Linked DNA regions of Macaca fascicularis: region 1 is linked to region 2. A link is a contact called in public Hi-C data. All regions are on one chromosome and are shown on one strand. The core of a region is the stretch at or near the end of the contact, and the rest is flanking DNA. Distances in the headings are between cores, read along the strand shown. Region 1 overlaps AFF1 (ALF transcription elongation factor 1). Region 2 overlaps AFF1 (ALF transcription elongation factor 1).

What was found. Hi-C and Micro-C count contacts between places; a contact is called where the count stands out from the background.
Region 1: a Hi-C map of liver shows a contact between it and region 2, with 3 times the contacts expected there. The contact joins two enhancer-like sites. A contact is called at or near these places in 2 of 2 Hi-C or Micro-C datasets (liver and skeletal muscle).

Annotation. Positions count from the first base shown.
Region 1 is chr5:92,662,398-92,669,834 of T2T-MFA8v1.1, reverse strand. The region is part of intron 12 of AFF1 (ALF transcription elongation factor 1); the gene reads right to left. Among named protein-coding and RNA genes, the nearest start is that of KLHL8, 120 kb to the left of the region's middle. Within about 2 kb of position 3,519, at least 3 of the 6 cell types and tissues checked have an H3K27ac peak or open chromatin away from gene starts, as enhancers often do. A contact at or near this core is called in liver, where this site is marked.
Region 2 is chr5:92,544,597-92,551,779 of T2T-MFA8v1.1, reverse strand. It overlaps AFF1 (ALF transcription elongation factor 1), which reads right to left. Exons shown (of 21, transcript XM_074040095.1): 3 at 770-1,248. The coding sequence starts at 786. Among named protein-coding and RNA genes, the nearest start is that of AFF1, 69 kb to the right of the region's middle. Within about 2 kb of position 1,294, at least 6 of the 6 cell types and tissues checked have an H3K27ac peak or open chromatin away from gene starts, as enhancers often do. A contact at or near this core is called in liver, where this site is marked.

The sequences.
Region 1 (7,437 bases), core at 2,270-4,769, 120 kb before region 2:
TAAGTACCTCCAAAGCATCCATTTATACCAACTAAAGCGCTAAATACATTTAATCGTTAAAACAACACAGAATTCTTCATGATGAAAGTCTCTGTGGTATTCTCGTGCCTCACTTGTTAGCACATACACAGCCTATCTAAGGAGTCTGATGTGCAGACTTCCTGCCAGCCTCCTTCCCACGGCTCTGGGTTCAGGAGGAAGCCCACACACTGTCTAGCAGGTGGCAGGTAAGTGACGGGTGAGGCCCTTCAGTTAATTCTCACGTGCATTTAGAACCAAACCTCCCAAGTGTCAGGTCACCAAGTTAGAAATCTGGGACGCCAGTCAATTTAGGACAATCCCTAACAAACCTGAAATCCTCTCTTAAAAAAATCTTCAAATTAACTGCGGGAGGCCCCAATTTTCACCACTGTGTCTTCCTCTCCTCCTGAGTTTAAGAAAAATGAATAATTTAAGATGTGTAGGCTCAAAATCTGCCCAGACACCAATAAGCAGTCTGGCTCCATACAAAATAATAGAACACAGAAAAAAAAAAATTCCCTTCTCCTGGCATCCTACAAATCAGTGTGCCCGCATTTGCACATCCATCCAGCCCTTCAGAGACTCCTTTGGAAAAAACACTTTTATTCATTTATGCAGTGCCTTGTTTCAAAACGGCTTCTTTGAGAGTAGCTTACAAAGATACCTGTTTTTAATCTTACAGTATGTGCACAAGTAAAAACGTTAAGAAGGGAAAATACAGGAGGAAGAGAGAAATTAAGGCCAAGTGAAGGCTTGTATCCTCGGAAGGCTATCAGTTCTCACTGTCCTGCACGCTACCATCTGGCAGCCACAGCTAGATCTAGGGAGCACCTGAACTTGAATGGTGTTAATCTGAAATAAAGACCTAGTACAAAAAGGGGAATGTAGTATTTTTATGTTAAGTGATTTTTTTATTGATATGTAACAGACATACATATTTTGGGAGTTGAATAATCTTTTAGGTATACTGGATTAGATATAATTATTAAAATGTTAGGTTGGGCGTGGTGGCTCATGCCTGTAATCCCAGCACTTTGGGAGGCCAAGGTGGATGGATGACTTGAGCTCAGGAGTTCAAGACCAGTCTGGCCAACATGGTGAAACTCCATCTCTACTAAAAATACAAAAATTAGCTGAGTGTGGTAGTGGGCGCCTGTAGTTCCAGGTACTCAGGAAGCTGAGGCACAAGAATCACTAGAACCCAGGAGGTGGAGGTTGCAGTGAGCTGAGATTGCACCACTACACTCCAGCCTGGGCATCAGAATGAGACTCTGTCTCAAAAAGAAATTTTTTTTTTTTTTACTAATTTTCCATTTCCTCCCCTTTTTACAGTTTTTAATGTGGTATTAGAAAAGTTTAAATTACATATGTGGCTTATACTGTATGTCTACTTGACAGCACAGTTCTTCAGAGTTTGCTATAATCTGCAAATTGGGTTCTGAACTACTAATTCTGAACTACTAATCAGATTAGCCAATGCAAAGAAGGAATTATAAATATACTGCTTAGATAAGATAAAAACAGATCAGCTACTCAGAAATGTAATCATTCATTAGAGAAGTTGGAAAAATGTACCTTGAAGGACTGAAAAAGGAGATAATACATGAAATGAGCAACCAAGTTCTAAACCCACAAATGAAATGCAATAGGAAACTCTACACAGCTGTTTCTCCTGCAAGCATGGACTTATAGCAGATCCTGGAGTACAATTTAGAGGTTAAAGGTGCTGCCACACGCCACAAGAAGCTTGCTGGGGCACTGCGACAGGGCTCTGTGCAGCATACAAACCTCCGTTCAACAACTCACAGTGGCAACGCTTGAGAGACAGTGAATAATGGTGGAGAGAAAAAGAATCAATTGGAAATGATGGGGTTAAAATAGAACCTGACTTCTGGTACTGGTAACTCCTCTGTCAATCAAGCACTTAATTATGCCCAGGTTACCCTGTTACCAAACGGCCCAGTGAACTGTAGTGAGTTTTAGATGAAAGGAAGTATAGCCGGCCCAAGAAACACTACAAGACGGAAACTTTGTCTTTGAAAAGTCAAAATTTGCTAAAATATACAGATGGATACTAAATTGAACATGAGGTAGTAAAATATACTGTCTTCAATGAAAGGTATTTCCAGGCAGTTAATGACACATTAAGGCCCCCAAGGCAAAACTAAGCATTAACAAGGCTACTTCTTAAAGAAAACACCAAAGTCTAGCAGTGGAATGAGAGCTGATTTTTGTTCGTATAGTTTCATTTTGCTTAGGACATGCTGGTTGTAACTATAGGCCAATCTGGCAGACCTTATAAACCACATATGAAGATACAAGTCAGGGCAAATCAATCCTCACAGACTGGTTATAGCTCTGGCTGTGCCAATCGGTGACTCAAGTAGACAGCCAACAAGAGAGAAACCAGCGAGCACTAACTTCAGCGCCAGCATCTAACAACTGCATTGGCACTTACTGGAATAATATGCTTTATATTGATATTTAGCAACCTAGAAGCAGATACTATTCTATAAGCTGGTAGAAAGCAAGCCATCAAACTTTAAAGCAAAAATCCCCTTCTGTTGATTTTGCTTAACTGTTGAAATCAAGCCAGCGGGCATGAGGTTAGTATTTTTTTGTACACTATGCACTTGGAACTTTGTCATCTTCTCTCTGGAACAGTCACAGAGGCTTCCCCAGAGTAGGCACTCGGTATTTGTCAGTGGCACAGAAATTCAGCTTAATAGCTCAGGGACACAGCTGAGGTCACTGGATGCAGGACTGCACTACAACTTTAAGTGGATGGATGTAGGAAAGGGTCATTAACCTGGGAGCCATGCAATACTGGGTGAGCGGAAATGCAGACCAAAATTCCAAGAAAAGACCTGCCAAAAAACAGGAGGCACGGTGTTCTTTAGATTTTTCTGGGTCAAGAAGCCATTCAGATGAGAGTGATACTCTCTCTTCAGGAGGAAAAAGAAGTCCCTTTGCCCTGTGGTTTATCCCCCAGGTCACCCCCACTTCAGGGAATCTGGCTTAAGGTATGGGTTTCAGAAATTCTTTTTCTACTAGGTTAAGTGTCTCAAGGACGGTGCCTCACCTTCCACAAAGGGAGGCTGCCGGCTGACAAATTGGTCCTCACAGACTTGTTTGCTTTTCTTAACCTGTTGGGTCAGGCAGCCCTGATCGTCTGCCAGATGCTGCTCCACCCACAGTGGAGCACAGGGCAAGAGTGAAGGCCATAAAAGGAAGACATGGGCTTGCAAGGGGCCGAGTCAGTTTCCGTCAGGGAAAGCCTTTCGGCGGGCTGCGCTGCCCTGCAGCTGGCTCACCCAGCAGACACTTGGAGGAAGCAGGGAAAAGGTGGCTTCTTCCAGAACTGACACTTATTTGGGGCAACAGAGATTCCAGCAGATGGAAAGATGTAGTTAACCAGGAGCTTGGCTGTGGAGGAAGATGGGGGCATCTGCAGGAGGAGCTAAAGTGGAGTAGGAATGTGTGTGGTACTGAGTGGCAACGGTGGGGGCTGTGGAGGAACCAAGCCAGGGCTGACGTGGTAGCCGCCTTATTCACCGGCGTCAGAGCCAGTACGCCGACCTTGTGCGCCTCTTAAGAATCCTCCCGACAGACACTTGTACGCAGAAACACGTGTGAAAAAGAGGAAAGATCACCGCACTGGGAGGAGACAGCATGCCTGAGCTGCAGATCTATTTTTACTCAGCAGCCAAGCCATGTTAGTGCCTTTCTGGATCTCATCTATAAAAGGTGGCAGCTGATCAAGGGACCACTAAGGTTCTTTCCACACTTAAATTCTAAGGCTCTATTATCTTCTTCTAAAGGGAAGCAAATGAGCTTGGTAGCACATGGAACACAGAAAACTGGAGACGCAGTCTTTGGGGAAATTCAGGGACTTCCCTGTGATTCCCCTCGGAAGGAGATTCAATACAAAAAAGACACAAGGGACATCAATTTAAGTTTGCACCAAGATCAGGCCCAGGGACTTGCTGTGCAAACAGGTTGTGTTCACTGGGATGAGTGCTACAGAAAAGGGAAATTCATCCACTTTTCTCTTTGGTGAGGGAACGGTTGATTCAGAACAGCCTAAGCTATCACATGCATATGGCTGTGGTGCTCTCCTCAGGGTAACTAACAGGCATGGAGAAATTTAGATGTAAGTGGCCTTAGTCAAGCAGAAGGGATGAGCTTTCATTTTGAAAGATAACCAGGGGTGCTGATCTGGAGCAATAAACCAAGAAAAGACAGTCGGATCTTGGATGCAAGGGAAGGACTGAACCAATCATTCCCTGCAATAAAGCTGCATTTTCCTCTTACACATCATAACTTCCCTTCCTCACTCCTCAAAACACATACACGATAGCACTGGAATGTCTTTCCCAAAAAAGTTAAAGCGTCTTGGTTGGCAAAGCAATTATTTAGAAAAAGGAAAAGAAAGACTTGAATGAATGCACCTCCTTATTCAGTTATTCATCTAAATGATAATTAAGACAGACTATCCTTCATTTGAAAGGAATCTATAAGATGACTGAATGAAGTGAGGAATTATCTCCATGAGCTCCTAGAACAATGCAAGGCTCACACATGTAGCTCTATGCACGTTACGTGTTTATTTTACTTTTTTTAGAGACAGGGTCTTACTCTGTTGCCCATACTGGAGTGCAGTGACTCAATTACAGCTCACTGCAACCTTTAACTCCTGGACTCAAGTGATCCTCCCACCACAGCTTCCCGAGTAGCTGGGACCTCAGGCACGCACCATTGCGCCTGGCTAATTAAAAAAAAAAAAAAAAAATTTCCCCCAGAGACGGGGTCTCACAGAGTTGCCCAGGCTGGTCTTGAACTCCTGGGCTCAAGCAATCCACCCGCCTCAGCCTCTCAAAGGGCTGGGATTACAAATGTGAGCCACTGTGCCCAGCTAGGTACATTTTTAGAAGGCTCCCAATTGCACTGGCCTGGTTGCATATTACTGTATATATATATTGTAGTTCTTGAGTTCAACTTTTCTTCCAAATCTGGAAAAAACTAAGCTTGGTTTAAGAATTCTAAAGAAGAAAATATAGGCCAGGCATGGTGGCTCACGCCTGTAACCCCACTGAGGCAGGAGAACAGGGTCTGAAGGCAGGGAACCTTAGGCCCACCTACACTGACTGGATATCAGAGGCTACTCCCTTTTCAACCCCTCCTTTTTCTGTGTGGTAGCTGGAAAATGAAAGTAACTCTGATTGGTCCCCCCTACAATCAATCAGACCAGTCGTGGGCCACTACAGTGAACCAGTGGGAAACCTCTAGAGGGCATACAAACCCCAGAAGAACCAGTGTTCCCAAGCCTCTTGCTCCAGCCAGCTCCCACCCTGCGGAGCATACTTTCATTTAAAATAAATCTGTTTTCACTGCCTTGGTTTTGTGTGCATTTTGTCCAATTCTTTGTTCAAAACACCAATGAGCCAGACAACTGCCCTCAACCAGTACCTCCACTGCTTTGGGAGGCAGAGGTAGGGTTGCTGGAGGTCCCGAGTTCAAGACCAGCCTGGGCAACAAAGTGAAACCCCATCTCTACAAAAAATAAAAAGAAATTAGCTGGGTACAGTGGCATGTGCCTGTAGTCCACGCTACTAAGGAGGCTGAGGCAGGAGGGTCACCTGAGCCCAGGAGTTTGAGGTTGGTGAGCTATGCCACTGCATTCCATCCTGGGCAACAGAGCGAGACCCTGTCTCTAAAAAATAAGTAGATGAATTAACAGAATAGTCTCTAAGCTAAAAATAAAAATTTTTAAAAAGAAAACATAAGTTGGTATTAGAAAATCTAAACTGCAGTCAGACTGATGAAATTCAGTAGTTTATGTAAAGAACACAACATGAGGTCATGCATATTTACCCTCACAGTTTTCTCTACTTTTCCTCATGCATTGTTCCTTACCCACGGCTGTAGAGTAGTAAAAAAAAAAATGTGTGTGCATTTCTATAGGTGCCATGTCTAACGACTTCATCACAGATGTTAGCCACCATTAACTCTTTATGATTATCTTCATACACTTTTAAATCTGAAGTGGATTCAAGAATCTGTAAATATTCTGAAAGAAAATATTTGCTAAACTTTGTGCCAAGAGAGGGACAGACTCTAACAGGCCTTTAAATAAAAACACTAAATTCCACTAATGTGAGGGATCAAGCATGTTCTTCTATTGCTCTGACTATATGCTCACAGAGCTTTTCCTAATGTTCACATTTAAAATGAAGAAAATGAAAAATATCCTCATTATCCAAATGTTAGCAGTACCCAAACTTGACAGCCCTGTCTCTGCCATGGAGAGCAGGCCCACACACTGGTGCCTGCTGGAGCAACCGTGCCAGTCAGAGGGCCAGGGGCAGAGAACCCCGAACAAGCAGTCAGGGCACTAATGAGGAAGGGGGGACAACCTGTCCTCTACAATAAATAATGAGATTAATATGCTCATCTCCCACCTGGAATCCAGCAGGAAGTTAAACCAAACGACACACGATTCTCTGATGAAGAAGTAAGAATACAGTTGACTGTTTCTTTATATTTATTTACCTGAAAGCTTCTAATGTTTGTAACTAGTGACATATTTCAGGCCAGGAATTCTGTTTGCCTAGATCATGATGTCTAAATACTGCACACTTGACCAATTTTGGATCCAAATAACTAGCTTTGTATGCTCTTGGGCCCTGTAGTACGGCTCTGCTTCAGTGGTTCCCAGCCCTGATAGGCACTAGGATTACCAGAGGAATTTTTTAAAATACCAGTGGGGGTTGGGGATTCCCGTCATCAGTGCTAAAGGCTCCCAGGTGACTGTAATGTGTAGCCGGAGTTTGGAACCAGTGGGTCAGACATCAATCCTGACAGTACCAAAGAGGCCGACTGTTTCCCAGGTCAGATCTCTCAGCAGCTCGACAGCCTTTTGAAGAAATCATGCACTCGATTAAGATGAAGGGATCACTATTTCTTCATGCTCTAAACAGAAAGATAAATGAGCTGCCCAAGAGGTGCTCAGCCAAAACCTGGGAACGGCTTTTAGAGGGCACAGTTCCCACAGTCAACAGTGAGAGCTGGAAGCTTCCCTTTCTAGGGCCTCAAGCAACACTTCTAGATTTGCACTGGGGTATGAACTAGACTGAGCTCTCTGGGGGATCCTCCAGGTTCTAACATTTCCACCCGGTAAGTAATCCTTTCAGAAGTGAATACCTGTCCCCACCCCAGCTAATGCAGACGGCCAGCACTGGAGACCACACAAGACCACAGCAGCTGGGAGACAGGTGAGAGATTTACCAGGACAGGGAGCTACATGAGTGTGTTCCTGAAGTTTTCTCAGGTGTTATCAGATGCAGGTATCTTTTTCCTAACCAGGTCCATCACAATTTTCTCCATAAAGTTTTGTACCTTTCACTCACTCTCTCA
Region 2 (7,183 bases), core at 45-2,544:
GAGAATGCATATATAACTCCTAAGTCTCCCTTAGCACCAACTGCTGTCAAAACTAAAAATCGCACAGAACAGTTTGGATAATAATCACTAATGCCTTGTCATCAACTCTTCTTTAACGCTCATTACAAAACCAGTAACAAACCATGGAAAGACAGGCTTGAGGTTCTTACAATAGCGCTCCTCTGACAGCAACTGCAGTTCATTATCCTCTCTCCCCTTCACCACCCCAGCGCGTTCCCGGTCTTTGCCTACTCAGCAGATTCACGTAAGCGGGGCCGTTTTATGTGGAATCGTACATTCTAGCAGTAAAATTTTCACTCACCAGGCAAATTCTCACCCATCCTCTCCAAGGTGAACTATGTTTTACATTAATCGTATTTCTAAACTTCCCCTCGAGACAACAAGCAAGAAATCCAGAGAACCGAAGGGTAGGCGCACAAAGAACCGAAATGGAAATTTAGGCAAGGGCGGACAAGTGAAATGAACTTAATGTCCGGGAAAATAACAGTTCTGGGGGAAGAAGGGGGCTATCTAATTTTAATCTTCACATTAACTCCATCCTTCTCTCCGCTATGCAGAAATTGTTCAGCATGTTCTCCAAACTGTTTTTTATCTGACATTTAGTCAAGCCACAGCCTCGGGAATGATGAGAAGGCAATGACAAAGCTGCTTCCTGCCGGTCTCCTTCCCCGCACCCTGCCCGCCCCCGCAACCTTCAGCTCCCCTCGACACGAATGCGTTTAAAAAGTTTCTCTGGTACCCGGCTTACCTTGACTGGGCTGCCATAATTCAGCTTATAGAGCCAGGGGTCTTCCGTCCATGAGCGCCTTCACCCCGCGGGCCCTGCTGCCAGCGCCGCGCTCACCATTTGGCGGAGCCGGGCGAGTACGCGTACCGGCGCGGCGCCCCGATGTTACGGGACTACCTGCTCTCCAGCCCCGGGCGTCCTCGGCGCAGCCCCGGGCTCGCCCCGTATTGGCTCGCGCTAATCCTGATAGACATCCGGGCACTGGGGCCTCTGCGGCGATCTGCACTCCAGACGAGCCTGGGGAGCGCCGCGTCCGAATCCGGAGCGAGCGAGCGCCCCCGGCGCAGTTTCTGAGAAGGGAAAGCCAACGGGCCCCCACGCTCGAAGATCGCCGGCGCCCAGCGCCTGCCCAGCAGCAGCACAACGCGGGCCACAGTTAGAAAGGAAGAGAAATCGCCTCTCGGGTCCCTTGAAGTTGTCCGAGTCCGCCGGGATACCCCCTGTCAAGAAAGTTGCGGTGGTACGGCCCGCCTCCTTAAATGGGCAGGGCGCTCGGCGGCCCGAGCCGGAGGCAGGCAGCAGGCGGCAGGCAGGGTCGGGCAGGGGGCAGAACCCGGGCGCCGACCAGCCCCGCCTGCGGGCTCCTCGCGAGTGCTCTCTTGCCAGGTTCTAACTACGTACAGACACCCACCGCTGGAATACACAGTACCCGGCCGCTCAGAACTCCAGCTCCAATTTGAATATTTGTTGAATAATATGGGGCCCCAAGAGGCGGCAGTGAGCAGGAACAAGACCGCGGCAGTAAACCAAAAGTTCGCTACTTTTGATCCTTCCAGTGCTTGAGCTCAGGAAACGGGCACACTTGGTGTTACTTTGCTTTCAGTTTTGATTTCCTTACATAGAGACAAATATTTACAAAACACCTCGCCTTTTTTGGACTACACGTAGATTACAGGAAAAACAGTAACTCATTTTGGTCTTAAGCAATGAAGGGATTGACAAGAAGCAAACAAAAAACTTGAGCATGCAATATAGTAAGTCCTATACGAAGCACAAACGAAATCACTTCCTACTCAGAAGACCACGGAAAGCGTTTAAGCCGTCTCAAACGCAGGAAAATACTTGGATGAGCAGGGATGGAGGGAGGTTGTGCTTCAGCATCTCATAGGGACGAGTACACTGGAGGAGCTGAAGACTCTTAGATGAATAATGAATAACTGCCTGCACTGTGGACTCTCCATTTCTTCTACCTAAAATCATGACAACATTGCCTCGTCTCATAAAGAGGTAGTCCAGACTGTATTACTAAATCGTCGTGTAATACAAACATGTTAATGCCTGGCACTAAAACGACAATGCTGGCAGGGAGGCCCAAGGCATCTCTATCAAGGGTTCTCAAAGTGTGTTTACTAGATTCTTGGGAGTCCCCAAGACCGTCTCAGAGGTCAGAACTATTTTTAGAATAACACAAAGACATTGTCTTTTCAGTGTGCTGACATTTGCACTGATGGTGCAAAAGCAATTATGGGGAAACTGCTGGCGCCTTCGCACTAATCAAAGCAGTGGCAGCAAATGAAACTAGTAGTCACTGCATTCTTCACTACCACACGTTAGGTTTTTTTCTTTTTAAGCCAGTTTCCTTTATGATTGTCTTTAATGAAGCAAGCAGTCAGAATTATTACTTTCATTAAATCTTGACCCTTGAGCATGGGTCTTTTTGATGTTCTTTGTGACAAAATGGAAGTACCCATGAAGCAGTCCACTGCACACTGAAGTACAATGGCTGTCTAGAAGAAAAGCACTTGTGTAATTGAGTTGCAAGCTGAGCTAGCTGTTTTTTCATGGACTACCATTTTTACTTGAACAATTCACAAACCGTAGTTATTCTGACTTGGGTATTTGGCAGACATTTTATTAAAAATGAACAAAGTTGAGCCTGTTTCTTTGAGGAAAACAATTGACAGTACTTATTGCCAATGATGAAATTTGAGCTTTCAAGCACGTTGGAAGACTTTTTACATCTGCCACATAATCTTGCCAGCTTCATTCACCAATACTTAAAAGACTTTCCTGATGAGATCAGGGTGACAGTGATCAAAGTTATATGAGAAGATCTGCCTTAGTTTCCAAATGACCAATGGTATAACAAAATCATACATGGGTAGGCCGGGTGCAGTGGCTCACGCCTGTAATCCCAGCACTTTGGGAGGCTAAGGCAGGCAGATCGCTTAAACTCAAGAATTTGATACCAGAGCCTGGACAACATGGTGAGACCCCATTTCTATCAAAAACACAAAAAATTAGCTGGGCATGATGGTACCCATCTGTGATCCCAGAAACTTGGGCGGTAGAAGTTGCAATGAGCTGAGATTGTGCCACTGCACCCCAGCCTGGGTGACAGAGTGAGACTCCCTCTTAAAAACCAAAATCATGCATGGATGAAAGACACACTGAAAAAAAGTGCAAAGCGGACCAACTGATTTTAATGTATCAAAGGTTTAGTTTTATAAAAAAGCTCATTTCAGATTCCACAATGCAATTAACCTTTAAGAAACTACCACTTACGGAGGTTTGGTATAATATCAAAGAAGGTATTAAAAGTACTCATCCTCTTTCTGTGTGAAGTTGAATTTTCTTTATAGACTTCAACGAAAACAACATTGCAACAGATTGAATAGAGAATCAGTTTCAATCTGGTTGGGCATCCCAAATCTGAAAATCTGAAATCCAAAATGCTCCAAAATCCAAAACTTTTTGAGTACTGACATGACGCTCAAAGGAAATGCTCACTGGAACAAGAATATATACTGCAAATATTCCAAAATCAGAAAAAATCTGAAATCCAAAACAATTCTGGTCCCAAGCATTTTGGATAACCTGTATGAGAATCTAGCTGTCTTCTATTAAGCTAGACAGTAAAGAGATTTGCATGAATGTAAAATAATGCCATTCTTTCTCAATAATTTTTTTAATTTTGGAAAATCGGTTTTATAAAGGTTTTATTTAGGTCAATATATAGTGGCTTTTAAAAATAAATATTTTAAATACCTCAATTTTAATTTTTAATATAGTAAATAACAATATATAAAATGTACATATACAAAAGCTCTTTGGGTTTCAAAATAATTGAGGTGCAAAATTATTCCACATCATTTGCTAATACTTCCATGTCTCCACCTCTCCACACTCATCAAGTCTTCTTTTAATTAAAGGTGTTATACATTACAGCTATTCCATGTAACCTCTTAGCACCTAGATCAGTTTTAGCAAAATGTGGTCAAACCGCCTGGGGCATATGTTAAACACAGACTCCAGATCCTAGTTGCAGAACTACTGACATAGAATCCTTGTGGGGTGAGGTCCCAGGGATATGCATTTCAATAAATTCTACAGGTGATGCTTGTGGTCTGCTTATATTTGAAAACCATTTACCTAGATCATGCTTATTTAGAAAATAATTTTAAGAGGTTTTTGATTCAGTATTGATTTATAATCCTTGAATCATTTTAAGGACCATAATTGGCCAGCACTTATTTTCATTCGTAAGAAATCTGTATCAGACAACAAAATACATTTGTACACATATTTTCTTTTGCAATAGTAAAGTGGTAAGCCTTCAAGGAAACCAGGCAAAAGTCTACTCTCAAGAATTTTTTGGTGGCTGTTTTTCCCCATTTTTCTCTTGCTGTTTTATCTAGACCAACCATGATCTTTATGCTATAAACAAATTAGTATCAGACATAATTGCTGAAAAAAATATTTCATCATAGCACGTACTCATAAAATGTCCACTTAACAAAGGTTAGAAATGTAACATTGATAATATTAAAATTATACTTTTTGAACTATGTTAATTGATCTGACAGCACATAAATTCGAGGAAATAGACCAGGCATGGTGGCTCATGCCTGTAATCCCAGCGCTTTGGGAGTGCAAGGTAAAAAGATTGCTTGAGGGCAGGAATTTGACACCAGCCTAGGCAACATAGCAAGTCCTTGTCTCTATTTAAAAACAATTTAAAAATTAGCTGGATATGTAGTTCTAGCTACTTGGGAGGCTGAGGCAAGAAGACTGCTTGAGCCCAGGAGTTCAAGGCTGCAGTGAGCTATGAGGGAACCACTGAACACCAGCCTAGATGACAGGGCAAGACCTAATCTCAAATAAATGAATAAATAAATGGAAAGTATTTTTTTAATATAGCAAATATTTACCCCCAAAGACACATGGAATCAGTACCAGATTAGAATTACACCTGAGATTGCCTGGGATCTCAAAATGGTTTGTAATGTAAATTAATGGGAGTAATTTGAAACAAGTGGGATGATACTAGATTTATAATACATCTAAAATTACTAGGTATAGGAGAAATGGTTTGTGACTTGGATACAGTATATGGCTAAAAAAGCACCACAAAACAAACATGGGCATTATTATTTCCAAGTGTTTTGAAAACACCATTGTATCCAACCCACCATCTTGATCAGCAGTGAAACTGAACAAAAAGCCATTCTTAACCTTTGAGGGGCACAGTATTCTTTGGCTTTCTGATGAAATTTGAGGACACTAAAGCACAACCTTTGTTAAACTTCCATGCAGTTTGATTCCTCTGAAACCCATTTAGGAAGCACGTGAGGCTCTGTGGATTTCAGGTTAAGAATCTCTGGACCCAGTCCTGCCAATTTACCCTACAAATAAGGAGTAACATCGCCTGTTAATCTTTATTGCCCAGCTGGGCACGGTGGCTCATGCCTGTAATCCCAGCACTTTGGGAGACTGAAGTAAGCGGATCACTTGAGGTTAGGAGTTTGAGACCAGCCTGGCTAACATGGTGAAACCCTGTCTCAAGACTCCTGGCATGCGCCTGCAGTCCCAGCTACTCAGGAGGCTGGAGCAGAAGAATTACTTGAACCTGGGAGGCAGAGGTTGCAGTGAGCCAAGATTGCACACACAGCACTCCAGCCTGGGCAACACAGTGAGACACCGTCTCAAAAAAAAAAAAAAAAAAAAAAAAAAACCCCAAAAAGCAAAAACTTCATTGCCCTTTTAAAAACTTAAGAGTTGGCCAGGCCTGGTGGCTCACACCTATAATCCCAGCACTTGAGAGACTGAGGTGGGAGGATCATTTGAGGCCAGGAGTTGACGACCAGCCTGGGCAACATAGCAAGATCTCACCTCTACTAAAAAAATTTTTTGTAATTAGCTGGGCATGGTGGCTCACACCTGTAGTCCCAGCTACTCAGGAGGCTAAGGCAGGAGGATCACTTGGGCCCAGGAATTTGAGATTACAGTGAGCCACTTCACTCCAGCTTGGGCAACAGAGCAAGACTGTCTCTGAAAAAAAAAAAAAGAAAGAAAGAAAGAAAGAAAAAGAAAAGAAACAATTTAAACAGGTTGCCTTATTCAGAACTCTAAAATACCTCATTCAACATATGCATTTGTTTCTACTCTTTGTAGCATTTTTGGTCTAAAAGTTACATAGGTCAAATCCCCTAAGAACTGCTACTTCGTTTCAATGGAATGTTTAACCAGGACACTGCTAAAATCACTTTGCCAAAAGAAGGGTGCTCAAGGTTGTCACTGAAGATCTCAAATGAAGCAGACACAGGAAAAGGGAGGAGATAAAGGAGGAGAATAAAAACGGGCACTCCCCAGAAGGCAGACAGCAAGGAGGGCAGCAATAAGCACCACTGGAAATTAACTGGCTCTCCCTTCAGCTGTGACCTCAACACAAAGCAGTCCTCCTATCCTTATTTCATACTTTCCAGGTTCTCTGCCTTTATCTTTAAACTAGGGTTATCTGGAGATTCTCACGAACTAAGGGCAAAGAGGGTTTTAAGTAAATCTATTTCTAGATCCTTAATATCCAAATGTCCTCTTTCTTACAACCAGGATTCAGGCTCTCACTTCCCACTTGCTTTTCTCCACTTGAAACAGAAAAGCACGAGCCGGGTGCGGTGGCTAACGCCTGTAATCCCAGCACTTTGGGAGGCGAAGGCAGGTGGATCACAAGGTCAGGAGATCAAGACCATCCCGGCTAACACAGTGAAACCCCGTCTCTACTAAAAATACAAAAAATTAGCCAGGCATAGTGGCGTGCGCCTGTAGTCCCAGCTACTTGGGAAGCTAAGGTAGGAAAATCACTTGAACCTGGGAGGTGGAGATTGCAGTGAGCTAAGATTGCACCACTGCACTCCAGCCTGGGCAATAGAGCAAGACTCCATCACAGAAAAAAAAAAAAAAAAAAAAAAGAAGTAGAAAAAGGAAAGCAGTCCTCTCATCCACCCCAAATAAATATTAAAATGGTGCATTGCTCCAGGTGTAAATACCTCCGAGACCCCCAAAGGAACAGTTCTCTGTAGAAGGAGAGTCCCCGAGGTTAAATCAATATTAATAGATAGATCCTCATTAAACACGTCCAGGTAACAAGCTTGTGAC